7 separate regions of the Mus musculus genome follow, and all the other regions are linked to region 3. The links are chromatin contacts, called in public promoter capture Hi-C maps. All regions are on one chromosome and are shown on one strand. The core of a region is the stretch at or near the end of the contact, and the rest is flanking DNA. Distances in the headings are between cores, read along the strand shown. Region 1 holds the start of Coa4 (cytochrome c oxidase assembly factor 4). Region 2 overlaps Dgat2 (diacylglycerol O-acyltransferase 2). Region 3 holds the start of Neu3 (neuraminidase 3). Region 4 holds the start of Plekhb1 (pleckstrin homology domain containing, family B (evectins) member 1). Region 5 holds the start of Uvrag (UV radiation resistance associated gene). Region 6 holds the start of Ucp2 (uncoupling protein 2 (mitochondrial, proton carrier)). Region 7 holds the start of Wnt11 (wingless-type MMTV integration site family, member 11).

Region 1 (2,820 bases), core at 278-2,777, 710 kb after region 3:
CAAACCACAAAGCCAGGCTGTGGTGGCACATGCCTTTAATCCCAGCACTTGGTAGACAGTGGAAGGAAGATCTTGGAGACTGAGTTCAGCCTAGTCTATAGATCAAGTTCCAGGATAGCCAGGGCTACACAGAGAAATCCTGTTTCAAAAAAAAGTTTTAGAGGTGAAGTTCATTATATGTAGAGAAAGTTGCTAAAGTAATTTTATCTTGTTTACTGGTTATAAAGTAGAATTTTATCTTCTCTGATGACAGGTGAAAATCACCAGACATAGATATATGATAAATACACATATATGGTAAATACATATATAAGTACATATATGCTTGATGATCTATATGTATTTATCATAAATATGTGTGATGATCTTCACTTATCATAGTAAAGAACTAAGCTTCAAGGTTGGTCCCGGTGGCACACACTTGTCATTGCAACACTCGGAGAGCTAAGGCAGGAAAGCCACAAGCTTGAGGCCAGCCTGAACTACATATTCAAGGCTAGCTACTACACACAGTAGCTACTGCTACATAGTGAGACCCTATCCCCCCAAATACAAATAAAATACCCAAAACAAAACCAAAAATAGATACAAAACATAATAATGGTATGTGAAATGACAGATAATCAATAAAATGAGCTTTTCTCACAGAATTTAGGAAGGTTGATTGTGTGTGTGTGTGTGAGAGAGAGAGAGAGAGAGAGAGAGAGAGAGAGAATTCAATGGTCAGGAATGACACAGAATGCCATTCAGAGGTAAAAGAGGATTAGAGTTGTCTGGATATGGCTAGGTGCAATAACTCACTTTCCACCCTGAAGCCTAGAGAGATGGAAAGTTAAGAAAAGGGTCTCCAGGGAGCTTGTGTGCACTGTCAATGAAAGTGGGGAAGAGAAGGCAGGCAGAGTGAGGAAAGATCAATCCCTTGGCCCCTGCAAGATGGTTCCTGAGTAAAGTTGCCAGCCACCATACAACCTGAGTTCAAGACCAGGACCCACATGTTAGGACAGAATCAATTCTTGCTGTTCTCTGCTCTCCACACGTGTACCTCAACGCCACACATAAATACACAAATGTAAATAGAAAATGCCTCTTCCTTTCACTTCAGCAATTAGGGCATTCTAGATCCTAGTTATGGCATGGGACACACTGTGCATACATGTTTCTTTGTTTTACTTGGGAATGAAAAATGTCCCATTTGAAATTCCTTTTCTGGATCCTGTGCCCTTCAGCTTACTTGGCAACCCATGCGGTAACACTTCAGACATGGGTCCAGTCAGAGCTCTTGCTGATGAAAAGGCATAATGGCTACCCGCCTCCTCCGTCACTCTCAGGTGGCCTGGAGTCACCTGAGGGTGTGTACACAGTCTCTCAGAACGATCCAAGGTGCCTTCCCTAGGATCCGGTCTCCATTGGTCCGCTCCTTCCGCCCTTTCCCGGAAGAGGCGGGCTGAAGGCGGGCTCTACACGGAGAGTTCACCAATGGGAATTGCAGAGGGCTCTGTTCTTCCGCGTGTGTGCTCCCGCTGGGTCGGCTTCCTGCGGAGAGAACAGGGGGCGTCCTTATTGCCTACGAATCCCCGCGTCTGGGGCGGAACGCGCTCGCACGCTCTTCTGCACCTGCGGGTGAGCACTGCGCACGCATCCCTACACCGGATGCACAGTGGGGACGGCGGGAGTGCTCCTGAAACTGGGAGAGGTGCTTCAGGGGACTTGGATGCCTGTATTTCTCTCCTTCCTCTTCCTTGTCATGCCTTACTAGAAGGCCTTGCCAAGCTGTCAGGCATCTAGCCTGCCCTTATTTCTAAGCATGGGTTGAACTCATTTTATTCAAGGAGTACCGAGGACAACATGTATTGGACATATACTGCAGTGCTATTTACAAAGTCTACCTAGTGAATCTTAAAGCGATTTTATTTTGTGTGTGTGTGTGTGTGTGTGTGTGTGTGTGTATGATTTGTTGACGGCCCTACCTAATAATACAGGTCTCCAGGCAAAGACATTTACCCTTTTATTGTGCCTCCGTAGCGGTGAGGTTTATATAGAGAAGTGCTTAAATCGTCTTGTGACCTACCCCTTTTCCTCATGATAATAGTCTTAAACTCCTAACATGGGCTGCAAAGCTTTGCTGATCAATCATTTACTTATTTCTGCCAATTTTCATTTCCTGCTCTTCTGGTTTCTCCAGTTACTGAAGTGTTTTACGAGGCTGAGAATCAAATTCAATTTACTTTTCCACGTTGGACATTTGTACTACTACCAAACTACATTTTCAGCCCAGTCATCGAACTTGTGATTCCTCTCATGTGTCTACCTCTAGCCAGAAATAGTTTTCCCATGTTTGGCTAACTCATTCATCCTTGAGTTTCATCCTGGAAGTCAGGTTCTCTAGAAAGTCTTGACAGATTAGACCTGCCTCGTTTTCCCAGCTGTCTGTACATACTGTTGTAAACTTCCAGTTTACTTGCCTAGATTGTAAACTCCATGAGGGCAGGAATTGTCTCTAGCTTGGTCTTGTTTGTATACTCTTTTTTTTTTTTTTAAAGATTTATTTATTTATTATATGTAAAGTACACTGTAGCTGTCTTCAGACGTACCAGAAGAGGGCATCGGATCTCATTACGGGTGGTTGTGAGCCACCATGTGGTTGCTGGGATTTGAACTTCCGATCTTCGGAAGAGCAGTCGGGTGCTCTTACCCACTGAGCCATCTCACCAGCCCTTGTATACTCTTAATATAGTAGCCAACACACAACACAGTAACCACCTATTAATGAATAAGACAGAAAAGAGGCATTTAGCGCCTTTATACCCCGTCGTAACAAAC
Region 2 (2,790 bases), core at 67-2,566, 660 kb before region 3:
GCTCAGACACTAACCTGTGCTGAGGACATAAGGCCTGGGCATGAGGAGGAGGTCCCAAGAGAGCAGTGTTTGCTTTCACCCCAAATGATTCTAGCCGGCAGGCAGTGAAGCACCCAGTCAGCCTGCACAAATAGTGTCACAAAGCCACCGCGGGCAGGAGAGTCCCTGGGGAGGTCATCCAGCAGAGGGGATAGGGACTGGCATTGGGATCTCAGGACCCTCTAAGGCCAGAATCCATACAATGGGACCACCAGCAGGCTCTGTGTAATGGCTTTCAACCCTTATTTTCAACCCCCACGATGTCTACCGAAACCAAGTGAGCAGCACCCTCACATCCAAGAGGAGCGTGCTTGTTCTGAGAGCTCAAGAAGCCTAAGGAAAGTCAGAGTAGGTCTCAAACCTGGCAATGCATGCTCTACGGCAAAGCAACACACCTGCTCTTGGCTGGCAGATAAGCTGGACTGACTATAAGAAGGGCACGAGCTCCGGGCAGCCCACAGCACCAGAGGCAAGTAGGTTGGGCAAGTTAAAGCTGCCAAATGAAGAAGCCATACTACATCTATGGACTAAGGTTTCTGGCATGCCTAATGGTGGAATGTTTGACCTAAACATGGGAGTGAGTGGAAAGCAGCTGGGGAAGAAGATGACTTCACTGGATGCAACCATGTCCACCCCACCCCCATTCACCACCACCCTAGGTGAGCTTACCTAGCACCAGGAAGGATAGGACCCATTGTAGTACTGAGATGACCTGCAGCTGTTTTTCCACCTTAGATCTGTTGAGCCAGGTGACAGAGAAGATGTCTTGGAGGGCTGAGAGGATGCTGGAGCCAGTGCCTGCAGGAGAAGACGTCCGTTTGTTTACAAGCCTGCTCCCCAGCCTCAGACACCTCAATGTAACACCCCTCCCACAGATGCCTGGCTAGACAGCTGAATGTGGGCCACAGAATGAGAAATAACTGAACCCTCACTCGGCGACCAAATGTCTCTCTGATGGCTGCTTTACAGCCTTCCCTAAATCATAGAAAACAAGGGGATGTCGTACTGGGGAAGCTAAGAGCAAGCTGTGGATTTGGGCCATATATAGGAGGCCAGATCTCTTCCATCTCCTATGCTCCAAACACATATCTTCCTTTATCTGAGTCTAGTACAAATATTTAGTCTTTGATACCTGTGGCTATGAGGCCAAGGACAGAAGTCCAACATCCAATTTGCAATATTTTGTTTTGATTTTTGTCCAAGTGTACTTTGCGCCTCCGGATCCCTGCCCCACTCCCTTTACTCTGGACAGCCTTCTTTCCATGAAGTTGACTCTCATCCTAGACCACTACCAGCTTAAGAGGGATTTACATTCATCCTCGATGCAGTTCCCAAAGCTTGGGGCTGAGGGAAGATTCGGGGGTATCTTACTTCTCCTAAAGTGAAGAGCTACACTCCCCAGCATGGCAGATAAAACCCAAGCTGGTGTTTGGAGTGGTGGTTTTTTTGTTTTTTTGGTTTTTTTTTGTTTTTTCGAGACAGGGTTTCTCTGTATAACCCTGGCTGTCCTGGAACTCACTTTGTAGACCAGGCTGGCCTCGAACTCAGAAATCTGCCTGCCTCTGCCTCCCAAATGCTGGGATTAAGGGTGTGCGCCACCACACCCGCCTTGGAGTGGTGTTTAAGCAAAGACACACAGGACACACGGAAGCACCTGATCCAGGGCTGTACCTATGTTTGCTTCTAAGCAAGTGCCAAGACTGGAAATCAGGACAACGTGTGCTTGATTAATTGGCTCTGTAGTTGTAGACCCAGGATGACCCCTGGACTCTAAAAGCTAAAGGTAATGCCGCCAGGAAGCCTGGTGCCTACAGGAGAGGTGGCACTAGGGAAGACAAATGACTCTGTCACAATTATATCCTTAAGGGTCTTATGACCTTTCATTCCCTGGACTATATGTGGGGACAAGTCTCAAGCATATGTATAAGAGGAATGAAATTCCAAGATATAGTCTAAACTCCTGACATAAGGCTGGTTGGCTACATCACTGTCATCAACAATGGCTGAGGGCTAAGCATAGGTGCCTATCAGGCAAGGCCAGGTACCCCACTGGCAGGAAGACAAAAGGTGTTGTAGCGATGCCTTGTCCAAAGCATTCTTTGAGGACACACCGTCATATCACCTGTGAGCAGGTTAGAAATGCCAGGGTCCACTGAGTCAATTCTGCAGTTGACAATACTCCCAGGTGCTAAATTTGAGAAACAACTAGAAGTATCTAAGTCTCACATGGAGTAAGAGAGTGAACCAGGGTTCAGCCTTCTGCTAGGCAGGAAAGAAATGCATGACAAATGCCTTCTGCTGTCAGCCCCACCACTGCAGTAGGCAGAACCTCAGGCTAGAGTTCGGAGGGGTGGTTAAGGAAAGGCACATAGGGTATAGGAAGACACCTTGAGCCTGCTGGGAAGTGAGGCCCAAGCCCAGGCCTGAAACCTTCACCCTACGCTGGCAGGCCTTGCATCTCAGTCAGCAAAGTCAACCATAGCTGGGCCAGCACTCAGCTGGGGGGTGGGAGGGATGGGGAGGAGGCATGCAGAAACTCCTTACTGGTCATATGACCTGCCCAAAACTGACAACCCCACGCCCCCAAAAAAAACAAAGTCCCAAGTCCCCCTCGTGTTTTGAAATTGTTTACAAGTAAATAGAAAGGAGCACCCATTTTGTTCAACCCTCATCCCATTATACAGACAAAACCAAGGGCCTGCGATACTCTGCAGGTCTGTATCCAAGCAGGCCAGAGCCCATCACTCTGTC
Region 3 (2,789 bases), core at 245-2,744:
ATGTACAGCTCATACAACTTGAAATGACAAAAAGCTACTTTACTGGCTTGCAATCATTCATTAGACTACACTTTGTTATTATCTTGGAATACAAACTTACAAACATTTACAGTGAAACAGCATATTACCTTAGCTGGCAGCAGCCTCACACAATCCATGCTTTCAGAATCTCTTGACACCATTTTTTCTTGTGTTTGACTTCATTTCATGTTTCACTCATCATGGCTCCAGCCGCAATAGGCATATATATGGAATATATATATATATATATATATATATATATATATATATATATATATTCTCCATACAGCCTAGCTGAGCCATACGATGTGCATACACACTGATGAAGTTCTCACAATGAAACCACATCATTGTTGTGTTCTCAGTACCAAGCCCCATCATTAAGCACTGCATTATTCTATCAATTACAACCTCCTCTTAGCACCTGGGCTGGTCTTGAACTTGTGATTCTCATGCCCCAGCCTCCTGAGTGCTTGGATTAACAGGAGCCAGGCCCCATGACTGGCTCTCATTTGTTAAAGGTTAGTAATGTGTACTTATCAGGACCATTCAAAAATGCTTTATAAACGTTAAGGCACTATACAAATTGATGTCTTTAATTATTGTGAATGCTGACCTTTTTACAATTCAGTTTTGGTTCTGCCATCACCTCAACAATTAAATTGTCATTAATTTTCACTATGATTATTCTAATAATAATGATGACAGTGGTAACACAGTGGCCTGGTCACACCTAAAGGATTCACCCAAACTATGTGCTCAGAACTAGGGGCTGAGAAGAATCTAGTACAGGTCTGCTTTGGAGTTGTTTGCTTTAGCAGATAATTCTGATTATTAATTACTGTTCCATACTCTCTCACCTTCCAACCAAGTCCTCTCTATTCTCTTTCTTGGGGAGAGTACAGTTTAGCACGACTTCTGAAGTCAGCCTTGTTTGAAGAGGAAAACTTAGGGGAGACCACTCAGTTGCAAATCTAGTATCAAAAACATTCCACCTTGGAACCTTTTTGGTCGCCCACAACTCCTCTATAGTAAGAAGACTTCACAGTCTCGGTTTGTTCCCACAGTTCTAAACTACAGCTGAAGTTTGGCTTTAGATGGAAGAAAGCAAAAGTAGAATGGTCCTAGCTGATTCTGGCTGACTCAGTCTTCCTTCCTGATGCAGGTCCCCACAGTCCCCGGCCGAATTCCGGGTGACTCTCACCCCAGCTCACCGGCTCCGGAGGCTCTCTGGGCTCTCCCGTGGAGTCTCGGAAGAAGGCCTGAAGCTGAGCTGGGGCGATGGAGACTGGATAACAGCGACAGAAACCACAGACGCTGAAACGAACCCAGTGACCGCTGCGCAAGAACTGGCAGTAATGAGACAAATATCCCAGGAGCAGAAGGAATGCGCTGGGGAGCAGGCGCCAGAGGACTGAGAGCAGCGTCTGGGTGTCAACCTCCCCGGCCAGGCCACGCCCCTTCACCGCGCAGTGCCCGCCCTGCTTGCTTCTCCACGCCCTTAACGATTGGTCTGTGGAAGGTATCACCGCCTAAAACTTCCCTAGACAGTCTAATTGTCGAACAAAGGTTCCGAGGCTCAGAGGGGACTCCTAAAAAGATAAAAGGTGGAAGGGGGTGTTTTCACACAAAGCACTGGACATTCTCCTTGCAAAAGGTTCCAAAATGTATATATTTATCAGGGCCTGGTGGTGCGGGGCTGTGGACTTTGCTAGTGTGGTAGAGACTGTTAAATTTCATCTGTCTGGACTACAAAATGAGTTTAAGGCCACCCTGAACAATTGCCCTTCTCGCAAGATTTTTAAAAAAAAGTATAAACAGAGCCGAGAAACCAGTTAGGTGGCAGAGCACTCGCCTAGCAGGTGCAACGTCCTAGGTTCACTCTCCTGTACCTTCGATAACTTATTGTATATTGTCTACACACATTTACATACATGTATCTGTCACCAAGTACTGAATCCATTCTCTTGTTTCACAATCACACGCAAGGACCATCCCATTCTTCCCCACCTACCAAAATCAAAAGAGGAAAAGGCCCCTCTTGACACACTGCAGCATCTAAGAGATCAGCCAGGGGTGGGGACAAAGAAAGCTAAAAATGACTGTTAAAAAAAAACAACAACAACACAAACAAACAAACAAACAAAAAAACAAACCGAAACAAACAAACAAACAAAACCCATCAGGTCAACAAGGCTACCAGAGGAGACTAAAAAGAAAATGAAAAAGTCACGACCAAAACAAAAACCCAAACAAACAAACATAAAAACCAAGATGTGGAGTACATTGGTATCAAAATTCACAGTGGTTCCTTATGTACCAGGTTAACATAATGAACTAGGACATTTAGCATAGTGGCATTACCCTGTGGGGAGTGACTTGTATTTGACTTATAATAGTAAGATGTATGATAGCACCCTTCACCTTATAATATAAGAAATCACACCCCCAAGTGTGGGTCTAACCACAGTAAGATAGAAAGCAGCACAGCAGGGCCGATTCGGCCGGACCCCATTCCTCCTCTGCCTGTGAGGATGCCAGGGGGCAGGGCCCTGTCCACCAAGGAGCAAAGTGACTTCCTTTTATTTCATCCCAGTCATGTTAGGAGTTTCTCTCCCAAATGGCTGCCTCCTCTAGTTCCAGTGTAAGAATATGGGGTCTTCTTTCTTTGAAGTGAACTTGATACTCAGAAGTAGAACTCACATGGAGAGAAACAATTGAAACTCATTTTTTTTGTTGGAACCAAGTAAAACATAAAGGAATTTGTC
Region 4 (2,803 bases), core at 4-2,503, 830 kb after region 3:
TGGCTACATAGTAAAGCCAGACTGGGCTATATATTAGATTCCTCACTACCACTTCACAAACAACTCTTCAAACAAACTACACATCACAACACACACACACACACACACACACACACACACACACACACACACAGAGTGCAGAGAGAAGCCAGGCTCCATCCCGGTTTCGGATGTTAGCGTTCTCTAGCTCTGTAAAGCACCACAGTGCTATAACGCAGCATGGAGCCCTCCCAATACAACTCTAGCTACCAGTCTACTGGAGGAGACTGGAGGTGAAAGTAGCCAATGCAAAGAGTGTGGCTTACCCAGGAGGAAGTCGCTCTTTGCCCAAGGGGTTCAGAAAGGCTTCCCCAAGGAAGCTGAGGGGTCGTGAAGGGGAAGTAACATTTCCCCAGTGTGGATCAAAGAACCTCACATAAGCACTGCTGGAAAGTCCAGGTCTTTAGTAGGCTTAGAAGATGAATGAGGGGTTGGGGAGAAGATGTGGGTTGGCAAGGGATAGCGCTGCAGAGGGTACCAGGCTAGAACAAGGACTGGGAGGCAGTGGACCGTGTGTATAGTGACTGCCTGGGGGAAATACGGTCAAAACAGGGGGTTAGGTCATATGATTAGCGGGTTACATGGTCCTGTCCCCTGGATCCGACCCTCCACAGTCGCTACTTTGACTAGCTCAGTCCATTCCCCACCTCTGCAGGAGCAGAGAATCCCAGAGACCAGGGCATTACCTATTTGGGAAGCCCCCCCCTTACTTCTTCCTACCCCAGAAACTCGTCCTTACCGGGGTTGCCGGGCTCATGGTTCCTGATGGTCAGAGCTGCATCCCCAAGAAGGTTCCAGAAGTGGGGCTTGACTCTGCCTTAGAGATAAAGGGATCAGGAAAGAGCTACCAAGCAGGCGCTGAAGGGAGAGGTAGGGAGGGACCGCACCAGTCCTAAAGAAAGTCACCCTCTTTTCCAGCCCCCTCCCGGGCTTTCCTGGCTGAGATCTCCTCTGTCCTTCTGTTTTTGGCCAAGTCACCTGGTGATTCCGAGGTGGTGTTGATCCAGGTCTCCAAGATAGGGTAGGGAGGAGGGTGGAATAAAGGAGACTGGAGATGGGGCAAGGCAGGTTCTCTGGCCCAGTTTAGGGCAGGGCTAAGTTTTCATTCTGAGGCCTAGCAGGCTGTGTCCATCTCCATCTCCCCAGTCGTGGCTGTGCGGCCTGGCTCCTTAAGTCTCCCTTCTTGGCTCCCCGGTCTCTTTAATCTTGACCCAGAGCCACCCCAGTGCTTCAGCCCTTTCGTGCTGTGCGTGCTCTGGGGGATTTAGCACAACAGATCCTATTAGCCAGTAGCTCATCCCCTCTTAGCAGCCCCAGCAACCGCATCTTTCAAACTACGCTGTTTTTCATCTCTGTGCCTTTAACTCATTCTCTGGTCTCTGGAAAGTCTCAACCCTACCCAATTTTGACTAATTTTTCTCCTTTCTATAACCGGGATGGGAGGAAGGAGAGAAAGAGACAGATGCCGGGCAGTGGTGGCGCACGCCTTTAACCCCAGCACTTGGGAGGCAGAGGCAGGCGGATTTGAGTTTGAGGCCAGCCTGGTCTACAGAGTGAGTTCCAGGACAGCCAGGGCTACACAGAGAAACCCTGTCTCAAAAAACAAAACAAGAGCCGGGCGTGGTGGCACATGCCTTTAATCCCAGCACTCGGGAGGCAGAGGCAGGCGGATTTCTGAGTTCGAGGCCAGCCTGGTCTACAAAGTGAGTTCCAGGACAGCCAGGGCTATAAAGAGAAACCCTGTCTCGAAAAACAAAAAACAAACAAACAAACAAACAAAACAAAAACAAAAAAAGAAATAGACAGATGGAAGAAAAAGAGAAGGAAGTTGAAGGGAGGAGGGAAGAGTGGAAAGGAACGGGAAGGAAGGAAGGGAGACAGGGAGCTATCTCTCCCGAGAATATTGGCAGGTTAAGCCGCTAAAATACTTCTATAGTCGCTATTATGTTGATAATGATCAGTTAAATTCTCATCTAGATACTCCTGAAGTTCATTTTCCTGCACATACGCAGAGGTTTGGGGGCAGGGTGATCTGACTCCCTCATTAGCAGCTCTGAAGATTCTCCTTTGCTGCTCTGGTTACCTTGAGGAAAAAAAAAAAAAGGCTTTTAAGTCAAACAGCCACGGGGATGCGCAGGATAACAGCTGATGACGCCAACTCCGGAAAGCAGCTTCAGCCTGGGCTGTTTCCAGCGGTTTGGATTACTAGGCTTGGTGAACTCTAGGTGAACCGGCTGCGACCAGCTGTCTCCATCTACTAGAGAGGGACACGCGTCCTCTAGTGGCCTAGAGAGGGACTGCTGTAACTGTTCTCCAGAAGCAAAGCATCGATTGTTCCAAAAGCAAACCTCCCTCCGTGCCTGTGACTGGCATTAAAGCGGTCAGGAGGAGATGGGTCCAACACGAGGCCGCTGACTGTATAAGTGGGTTGCTCAGCCTCATTTAGTCACCAAAGACACCTTCCTTCTCTGGTGTTGCTCATTAGGCCTAATAGAAAGCTTCTCCGGGCAATTTCTTACCTACTGTGGTACATGTCAGCTGGTAACTGATAGAAGAAGCGGCAGGGACAGAAGAGTGGCACTGACAGACTGGCCATGAAGGTGGCAAGGTGACAAGGTGCTTAACAGTTAAAGAAAAGCTGTCAGGACAGAAAGAAGGGTGACAGAGGCAGAGAGATGGCAAGAGAGCTAGGAGAACTGAGACTAGCCCCGGTCGCGGAAGGAGCCAATAAGTCTTTAGGGCCGGTCAGCTGTAACGCTGACCG
Region 5 (2,700 bases), core at 10-2,509, 690 kb before region 3:
GGGGTGGGGTGCAACATTGCTCTTTCCTTTACATTCCGATGCACTCTATGCCTGGCCCTCTCTCCCATAGCCTCTGCGCTCCTAAGTGGCTCCTTCCTGTCTCTTGCAAGGATGGAAAGTTACAGAAAGGGTCTGAGGGAGCTCGTCCTGTGGACCGTGGTGGAGCAGCTGCTCTCAAGTCTAAAGCAAACTATTGCTGCTGAGCACAAGCTGGAGTCAGACTCTGTATTTGGAAATCCATCCCCACCAGAAACACTAACAGAGAGGCAGTGAGCAAGCTTGTTCCTAGAACTGAGAAACCGGGACAATAAAACCAGCTATCTCATGGAGTTGTGACGATTCAATGCTCACTTTGCACAGACCCAGCTCGGTAACCTCTCCATGACTGACAGTTTCTCCAGGTCCTCTTCAATGCTAAGGTTCCTGCAGAGTCTCCCCGAGGGACTGAGGGAGGCCAGTGGAAGATGTACTGATAGGCGGGTGTTGCCAAGAATTTTGTCAGATTCCCAAAGTCAGTGTTCTCTTGTCCTTATTACACACACACACACACACACACACACACACACACACACACACACACACGTGAGATACAAGCTATGAATATTTACTTCAAATCCTCCTTCCAGACACTCACCCGAGGGAGTGGAGTGTGCCATGAGGATCTGAGATTGGAAAGGAAACCCCAACGTCCCAAATACCTTCCTCAGGAGGAGCGGAAGGAAGCACCCGAAACGCTAAGAATAAGTGCAGAAAACCGACTCCTCGATCGGGGAGCGAAAGGGAAAGCGCGGCGGCGGCCAGCGGGGCAGGGCTCCCCGGCGCCTTCTTGGAGGGATGCGGGGGTCTGAGCGCGGGAACGGCCGGGGAGGGGGCTCCTCCTCCTGTCAGCCCTCCTCAGCCCTGCGAGCCCCGCCAACCTTCTCCGCCCCCCGGCTCGCGGCCGGCTCACCTGCTGAGACGGCAGCTCCACATGCAGGGCCCGCGCGGGGGCACCGGACGTCAGCGCGGCGGACGGGCCCGGGGGTGGCAGGGGCACCGGGCCCCCGAGCGAGGCGCAGGAGCTCATCTGGACCCCTGAGCCGCCGAGCGGCCAGGTGGGCAGTCCTCCCGCATCGGCCGCTGCCTCCCGAGCTGTGATTCGCAGAGCCCCTACAGCCTAGAAACCGGGCACCGAGAGCCCCAGCAGCTCTGCGCCCGCGCTGGCCACCGCCGCTGGCTAAGGAAGAGCCATATTACCGCAGTGCAACCCCTCCACCCGGCCCAGAGCTGGCGTGCTCATTGGTTCCGTTTCTGAGAGGGCGGGACCCGGTGGCGGCCAAGGGACGTGCTATTGGCCAGTGGGCCCGTCCGTCGTCGGCCGCAATGGCTAGGGGCGGAGGGACTCTAGGATGGCCTCAATTGCGTCTGTCAAACCCGGGCTAAACCTGGGGCGTAACTTCTCTTTGCCTCAGCCTAATTGGCCCTTTCCCTATTGAGGGGTGTGGTCTCCTAGGGAAGCCTCGTGGGCTATTGCTCTAGAGCGCTGTCAGTTGTCAGTGAAACAGGGACGGCTTCTTGATTAGGTAGAGCGCGCGCCTGGTATGTCGTGTCACGTGCAGAAGTCTGGAGAGTCACCTGATTAGTGAGAGTCAGTCCTCTAAGCCACTTCCGCCCTAACCTAGTTGCTATGGTAACAGAGCCTCCAGTGGAGGGCGGGGACCCGCTTGGCACCAGCTGAGTCGGGATGGATGGATGGTCTGACTTCCCGAAGTGTTCTCATCCACGTACAAAAAAAAAAAAAAAAAGCCACGCTTTATGACTGAGAGGGGGAGCCGCCACCGAGCCGCGATCACTGAGACCAAAGATCCATCGGGCAGTCCACCAGCTCTTCAGTGATCCACTCAGACCTGCAAGTCCACGCCCCTTCTAGCTTCTATAACTAGTAAGCTTAGCCACAAAGTGTGCCAGCCAGCCAAGAGACTGTCTCACCTCTGCTGGTGGGATGCTTATGCTCTGCCTAGAAAGCCTTTACTGCTTGTGACTAACGCTTGCTTAGCCATCGTATTTCAGCTGGGGCAGGAGTCCTTCCAAAAGACTTCTCTGAAACTCCGAATTAGGAAACTTGCCTTTACCACAGACCTGCTTATTCTATTGTGTTGTCTTTGTTTGTTTACTTGCTTTGCGCGGGGGCGGGGCGGGGGGAGGGGCGAGATTTGGCTGACCTGCCACTCACCATGTAGCTCAATCTACCTCAGCTCCCCAGGTGCTGGGACTACAGGAGTGTGCCACCACAGCAGCCTCCACTTTGTCTTTTAATAGTCATTTAACACACACAGCCTCCCCGAATTCAAACACTCATATGTGAATTCCTCAACCAAAAGACCTTGTCTGATTCGTCCCTGGATCCGCATTGCTTGCAGATAATAGAGAAATGAATATGAAGGTACAGCTCAAATGCCCTCCCTTCCCTGAAGACTTCTTTGACCATAATAGCAGCTACAGCCATTGCTTCTATAAGTAGCACTGAGTCATTTTGCAGAATATTGATTCCCCCGTCCCCATAGAGTGTGAATTTCTCCACCACCTGGACTGTTATAGCTGAAAGAACACAGTGTTCAGAGAGGCAGACACAACAGGAAGCAGGCAGTTTGGGATTCTGACTGCCACCTTCTAGCTTTGTCACTGAGCAGGTCAGCTCCCCACTGTCTGTCCATGCGCTGA
Region 6 (2,700 bases), core at 152-2,651, 660 kb after region 3:
TACTGTCAGCTTTGTAAGATCACCACCAGCTATGTTGGGATCACTATCCACCCACCAGCTATGGGGTTTTGCCACTTGATAGTGAAGGTTTATTTTATCTAGTCTTGTTTAAAGTAAGCCAGCTGGCTAATAAAGCCACACTGGGTGTTCAGGATCCTTTCCTGGGTACGTTTTTAAGCACAAAACCCATGTTTTAGGGTGACATACTTCAGCTAACAAAACAAGTTAGCCAGTAGTGGAACCACAGAAGCCAAAAGGTAAGATCAGTACATTTAGAGATTTTTCCAGAACGATGGACATTGATGGTTCTGTCTGTGTGCTGAGTTTTACAGTTGAATGGTACTTCCATCATGGAGTCAGATGTGCTAAGGTCTGGGGTCCTATTAAGGTCTGGGGCCTCTCACACTTTCTTGTTCTGGAAAATAATGGTTAATGATGACCTGGAAAGATTATCGTTAGGTGCCTGCGCCGCCTACCTGATGCATAGTAATTGCTTTCCACAAACGTTCACCCAGCCCCCTCCTCCCACTGCACTTTCCACAGCAGCCCAAACCTACTTGAGCTTCTATTATAGTATATTCGGACCCCTGGTCCCCGGCTTCCTGCTCTTGGGCGCCTAATTCCTAGGCAAGCAAAAAGGGTTCCACGCCCTGATCTAATCTCTTAAAACTCCGGGGCTAAGGAGGATAAAAACAAAAGAAGAAACCGACGGAGAGTACCAAAGCTTGAACACAAATTGAGGCAAATTGAGACCTGCTTCCTACCCCCACAATGCACGTTAGTCCCCGACACAGGGCCCAAGTATTGCTTTCACGTCCCCCACTCCTACGTGGCCATTATCTCGCTGAGGTCCCGTCCACCTGCTGAGTTTGTCCTCGCTGGGCTGGAGTGCAACAGGCGAGGCTCTGCCCTGCCCTCTTCCTTGCGGGGCGCCAGCCTGGCTGCACTCGGTGCAGAGGGGAGGGGAGGCCAGGTGTTCTCGCCCCACTCCAGCCGTTAGGTGCCAGTGTCCCCCGGGACCTGACTGGGAGCGGCAGAAGGCGGGAACGCCAGCCTTGCCCCGTCACCACACCCGGGTTTGTTCCGGTCCCCGAAGCCCGCGCTCCGCCCGGTCCCCAGGTGCCTTGCAGGGAGGGGGAGGGGAGACTTGAAGGGGTAAGGGGTCGCGATCCAGAGCAGCTGGCCAGTCAGTCTGCCTGTCCTCACAAAGAGATTGTCTGCCCCGGGAATAGAAGGGGAAGATCTGAGACTGGAGCCTCTGGGGGGACCTAGGGGTTTCAGGCAACCACAGATGGAAACGCCTCCTCACCCGGGGGCGTGGGCCGCCCTGGCTCCGCCTCGTCACGCCACGCCCCGACCACGCCCTCTAGACTTAAGTTCTGTAGGCGCGGGTTCGCAGCTACTGTCAGTTCCGCCCTCGGTGTCGTCGGGTCGCCAGCTTCCTGGGCAGCCACCACTCTCCCGCCGTCGGACACAGCCTTCTGCACTCCTGTGTTCTCCTGCGGTCCGGTGAGCGTGCCCCATCCCTTCGCTGGCCGCACCTGCTCTCTCCCACTCCATCTGTCTTTTCTCTTTCTTTTCCCTTCCCTGGAGTCCTAATTTGCCCTCTCTAGGTTTCTTTCCTCCTAAATACGCCCTTTGTTATTTGCCTCTGACGTCCAGTTGGTCGAAGGTTAAAACCTTCATCTCTTTACTTCTTCCCCTCAGCCTCGATGTTCCCAGCCTGACCCGGGCGGGGTGGGGGAAGGGGCTTTCACGTCAGCGAAGATCAGAATGACTGTCACCAGGAGGCTCTGGGCCATGTGCCCTAAAGCCTGTTCTTGTATCAAGGGTTGTTTGTGCCTGGAGGAGCCTTGGAGTTTGTTTGGCCTTTGTTACACTATCTTATGTGGCTGCCTGCCGGAGGTGGAAGTAGGGACACAGGGAGACTGGACCTGCCTTATCCTGATTCAACACAAATAGATATAATGCTCCACTCAACAGTTTTGTGACTGTATCCCCCAGGCACAGCACAGCTGCCTGTCTACATAACTGTCTGAGAAACAAATTTGGAAGTGAGCCAACGTGTGGGAGTAAAGACTCCTGAGTTCTTCCCCTAGACCCTGGCTGCTCTGAGTGAGAACTGAGCCTTGCATGGGTCCCTCCCAGCAAGGCTGTCTGAAAGGACTTGTGTGACAGATGACCCTTCCTTGCAGGGCGGTGGTCCTGCAAAGACAATCTTCCTTTCTAAACTTGGCTTCCTTCCTCTCCCCCACAGGACACAATAGTATGAACTTTAAGTGTTTCGTCTCCCAGCCATTTTCTATGGAAAATCGAGGGGATCGGGCCATGGTAGCCACCGGCAGCTTTGAAGAACGAGACACCTTTAGAGAAGCTTGACCTTGGAGGCCTCAGCCTGAGACCTCAAAGCAGCCTCCAGGTAAGGAGTCCCGGCTAAGGAAGCCTTCTCTCAGGCCTGGGGCCTAGGGCTGCTCAGCAAGACAATAAAAATTCCCCTCCTCCCACCCTGATGAGAGCCTCTTCACAGCTCAGCAATCCCCTTCTTCATCCCTGATCACCTTCTGGCCCGTAAAGATGGCGGACCCCAGTGTATAAGGGGAGAACCTGAGTGGGGTGGGGACTGGTTCCAGGTGGCCTTGGCAGTCAACAGCAGAGCTGGGGCAGAAGCTTATGGTGTGTGTGTGTGTGTGTGTGTGTGTG
Region 7 (2,700 bases), core at 60-2,559, 990 kb before region 3:
CTGCCAGAAGGCCCCAGAAAACTATGACGTTTCAAACGTGTGTGTGTGTGTGTGTGTGTGTGTGTGTGTGTGTTCAAGCCTGTACATTTGAAACACACAGGCGTGCATAGGCTACACAGGTATGTATAATAATAGCGGATACAGAGAGAAGATCAGACGAAGATCAGAAAGCTGGAGTCCAGGTCTTTGCTTTTTAATAAAAGGGAAAACTTAGGCTGGGGTGGTTGAGGAATTGCCCAAACTCACAGAGCCAGATGAGAACCGCTCTTCCCTGTTCCAGAGACCCCCCCCCCCCCAAGTCTGGCACCTCCTTCCTCAGACTCTGTAGACCCTTTTGGAAGGAATCCCTTTGTCCTTGCTGCTCCAGAGAGGAGAGGGGCTGTGTATGACTCGGGGCGAATGCCAGGTGTTGGTAAATTTGGGAGAAGCCTGGAAGGGAGTTAATGAGGTGAGAATGATGAGAAGGGAGTCAAGCCTCAGAAAGCAGCTCCGCAGGCTGCAAGCGGGCGGGGTGGCGGCTCCTCCGCGGCCCTAGCTCGCCGCCTGGCGGTCCCAGAATCAACCTCTTGCAGGCCTGGAGCTTCCCTGCTCTGCTAGGGAGCTTTGGCGCTGCCTCGTCCGGACCGAGGCACTGAAGTGGCAAGTCTGAAGTAGCTCTTCAGGCGCTGGAGATGCCTCAGTGTGTAAAGAGCACCCACCTCCACCCCATTTTTGCAGTTTCCCCTTCCCTTACTGGAAAGTAGGTGCCCAGAAATAGCACCGTCTTCTGTGTTCTCCCTGCCCTTAGCTTACCCGGCACAGGTAGACAAAATAGCTCAACAGCCCAGCACCAGACGGGTGCTCACTAACTGAACAGCCTAACAACTAACTGAACAGATGTTTCCACATCTCTGGGCCTCGGTTTCCTCATCTGAGATGGATGGAGTGACAATACCCATCACAGGTCTGAGAGGAGTAAAGATGGCTGGCTACACTGGGAGACTGTTCTCTGTAAAAGGAGAATTCTGCTCAGATCACCCCATTCGCAGATGAATAAACTGTAGACTCATTAAAGCTGCAATAACTAATAATCGATATCGTGGATTAGTATAGGAGCCTAAATCATATTCCGGATCAGTTCCTCTCCTTGCGGTCGCTACGTCAGTTGGTTTTCGCGCTGCTGCTGGTGGTGGGGTCTCCTCCTTGCGGTCCTCTCCAGACTCTCTGCTGGGTCTCCCGAGAACCTCCTATCTGCTTCACCCTGTCCTTCCTGGGCCGCTCAACCCTGATCTGCCCTGGGCGACACGCCCTCGGCCGCGCTAGGGTCTCACCTAATCCGAGCCTGACGCCGGCGGGTCTCGGGCGGTTCGGGGAGAGAGCGGACTCCTTCCTCGCTCAGCCTCCCCGGCCCGACCCCTCCTTTGTAATTTGAATAAAACGCCTCCCAGCCCGCGCGCCGCCTTAACCCGCCGCCCTGTTCTCCGTGATTGCAGGCGGCGTGCGCGCAGGAACAGCAGCGGTGGCCTGCAGGCGGCGGAGTTCGGTGCGGCTCCTGCAGGGTGCGACCCCCGGGAGCGCCGGGCGCGCGCGACGATGAGGGCGCGGCCGCAGGTCTGCGAGGCTCTGCTCTTTGCCTTGGCGCTCCACACCGGCGTGTGCTATGGCATCAAGTGGCTGTAAGTAGGACTCCGTTTTCACTCCAATGGGCCATTGGGCGAGAAGCTGGAGAGGTTGGGTGAGCCCACCAAAATCTGCGAGGCTAAGTTGGCTTGGGCGTCGTGGGCGAGCCGTTCTTAGCTCGGCGACTTCTTCTGTGATATGCTGTTCTTACCCTCCGCGGGCTTGCGAAGTGGGTGAGCGGATTTTCTCATCCAGGCCAGGGTTGCTCAAAGGCCAGTGAGGGACTAGGGAAACATCCTCTCCAAGTGGCACAACTCAGAGAGAGTCTGCTCAGTTCAGGACACAGGGTCCAGTTCGGGATCATGGCCTGTCAGCCTCCAGGAGGTCTGCTAAGAGAGTTTTGACCCCTTCCACCTGGGGACCTTGGGGGAAGTGTCACCTTCTGGGGCCTCCGAGTACTCGGTCTGTCAGAAGGATAGTTAGTACCGGCTCCTTGGGATCTGATTGGAGACTCCCTAAAGAGCTGCTGAAGGTCCGAAGCTAAGGGATGTCCTGGAAGGATAAATGGTCGCTGGGGGCAATTTTCCTGGTTTCCTCGTGCAGTGCTAGTTCCTCCTGTGGTGGCTGCCGTAGGCAGTGTGAAAGGAGTGGGATATGGGGAAAGGCAGCCCCTTCCTGAAGGATCTGTCCCTGGGCTGGGAGAGATAAGCCCGGGCTGTAAATAACTTTCCAGGGGTTGTAAGAGTGGAGGCTCCGGGGCTCGGAGGAGGGCAGCCTGGTTGGGTCACCCATGAGGGTTACAGAGATTTTCTAGAGGCTGCCACTTTTGGCTGCACAAGTGAGGAGTTTGGCAGGTAGGAGATATGGAGGACACTCTCAGAGTACAGTGCCCGGAGTGGGAGAGTCAAGAACAGGAATGTGTCTGCCTTGCTCAGGTCATGGTTAGGGAGCCTGCAGATCAAACAAGGGATTGATAGATTATGGGCACTGAAGAGGGTCGGTCCAGGAATTCGCTTTGAAGAAGGAATTACTGCAACACACTGAACCTCTGGAAAACTGGAGGTTCCTGGTCCAGCCTTTTCTGGTGCTGAGTTCTTGATT

Evidence for each region. Promoter capture Hi-C pulls out the DNA fragments that hold promoters and counts their contacts.
Region 1: a promoter capture Hi-C map of liver shows a contact between it and region 3, with 2.3 times the contacts expected there. The contact joins the promoter of Coa4 here to the promoter of Neu3 in region 3. A contact is called at or near these places in 2 of 39 promoter capture datasets (both in liver).
Region 2: a contact with region 3 is called in a promoter capture Hi-C map of liver, with 2.5 times the contacts expected there. The contact joins the enhancer-like site here to the promoter of Neu3 in region 3. A contact is called at or near these places in 3 of 39 promoter capture datasets (embryonic stem cells, liver and pre-B cells), 1 of 115 datasets of contacts at active chromatin or transcription factors (extraembryonic endoderm stem cells) and 1 of 9 other capture datasets (pancreatic islet).
Region 4: a promoter capture Hi-C map of liver shows a contact between it and region 3, with 2.8 times the contacts expected there. The contact joins the promoter of Plekhb1 here to the promoter of Neu3 in region 3. A contact is called at or near these places in 2 of 39 promoter capture datasets (both in liver).
Region 5: a promoter capture Hi-C map of hematopoietic stem and progenitor cells shows a contact between it and region 3. The contact joins the promoter of Uvrag here to the promoter of Neu3 in region 3. A contact is called at or near these places in 13 of 39 promoter capture datasets (the HPC-7 cell line, cranial neural crest, embryonic stem cells and 8 more).
Region 6: a contact with region 3 is called in a promoter capture Hi-C map of liver, with 2.0 times the contacts expected there. The contact joins the promoter of Ucp2 here to the promoter of Neu3 in region 3. A contact is called at or near these places in 8 of 39 promoter capture datasets (embryonic stem cells, fetal liver, hippocampal neurons and 4 more) and 1 of 115 datasets of contacts at active chromatin or transcription factors (memory CD8 T cells).
Region 7: a promoter capture Hi-C map of embryonic stem cells shows a contact between it and region 3. The contact joins the promoter of Wnt11 here to the promoter of Neu3 in region 3. A contact is called at or near these places in 3 of 39 promoter capture datasets (embryonic stem cells and liver).

What each region holds. Positions count from the first base shown.
Region 1 is chr7:100,535,573-100,538,392 of GRCm38.p6, forward strand. Coa4 (cytochrome c oxidase assembly factor 4) reads left to right here and starts at 1,528. Exons shown (of 2, transcript NM_183270.2): 1 at 1,528-1,620. Gm39058 (a long non-coding RNA gene) reads right to left here and starts at 1,547. Exons shown (of 2, transcript XR_869836.2): 1 at 1,232-1,547; 2 at 19-139.
Region 2 is chr7:99,168,990-99,171,779 of GRCm38.p6, forward strand. Dgat2 (diacylglycerol O-acyltransferase 2) reads right to left here. Exons shown (of 8, transcript NM_026384.3): 2 at 709-837. Among named protein-coding and RNA genes, the nearest start is that of Dgat2, 12 kb to the right of the region's middle. Within about 2 kb of position 1,317, at least 15 of the 459 cell types and tissues checked have an H3K27ac peak or open chromatin away from gene starts, as enhancers often do. A contact at or near this core is called in embryonic stem cells and liver, where this site is marked.
Region 3 is chr7:99,826,923-99,829,711 of GRCm38.p6, forward strand. Neu3 (neuraminidase 3) reads right to left here and starts at 1,495. Exons shown (of 3, transcript NM_016720.2): 1 at 1,236-1,495.
Region 4 is chr7:100,661,141-100,663,943 of GRCm38.p6, forward strand. It overlaps Plekhb1 (pleckstrin homology domain containing, family B (evectins) member 1), which reads right to left and starts at 1,254. Exons shown (of 9, transcript NM_013746.3): 1 at 1,018-1,254; 2 at 779-852. The coding sequence starts at 796.
Region 5 is chr7:99,139,885-99,142,584 of GRCm38.p6, forward strand. It overlaps Uvrag (UV radiation resistance associated gene), which reads right to left and starts at 1,260. Exons shown (of 15, transcript NM_178635.3): 1 at 950-1,260. The coding sequence starts at 1,066.
Region 6 is chr7:100,491,957-100,494,656 of GRCm38.p6, forward strand. Ucp2 (uncoupling protein 2 (mitochondrial, proton carrier)) reads left to right here and starts at 1,402. Exons shown (of 8, transcript NM_011671.5): 1 at 1,402-1,509; 2 at 2,258-2,419.
Region 7 is chr7:98,837,536-98,840,235 of GRCm38.p6, forward strand. It overlaps Wnt11 (wingless-type MMTV integration site family, member 11), which reads left to right and starts at 1,310. Exons shown (of 5, transcript NM_009519.2): 1 at 1,310-1,655. The coding sequence starts at 1,573.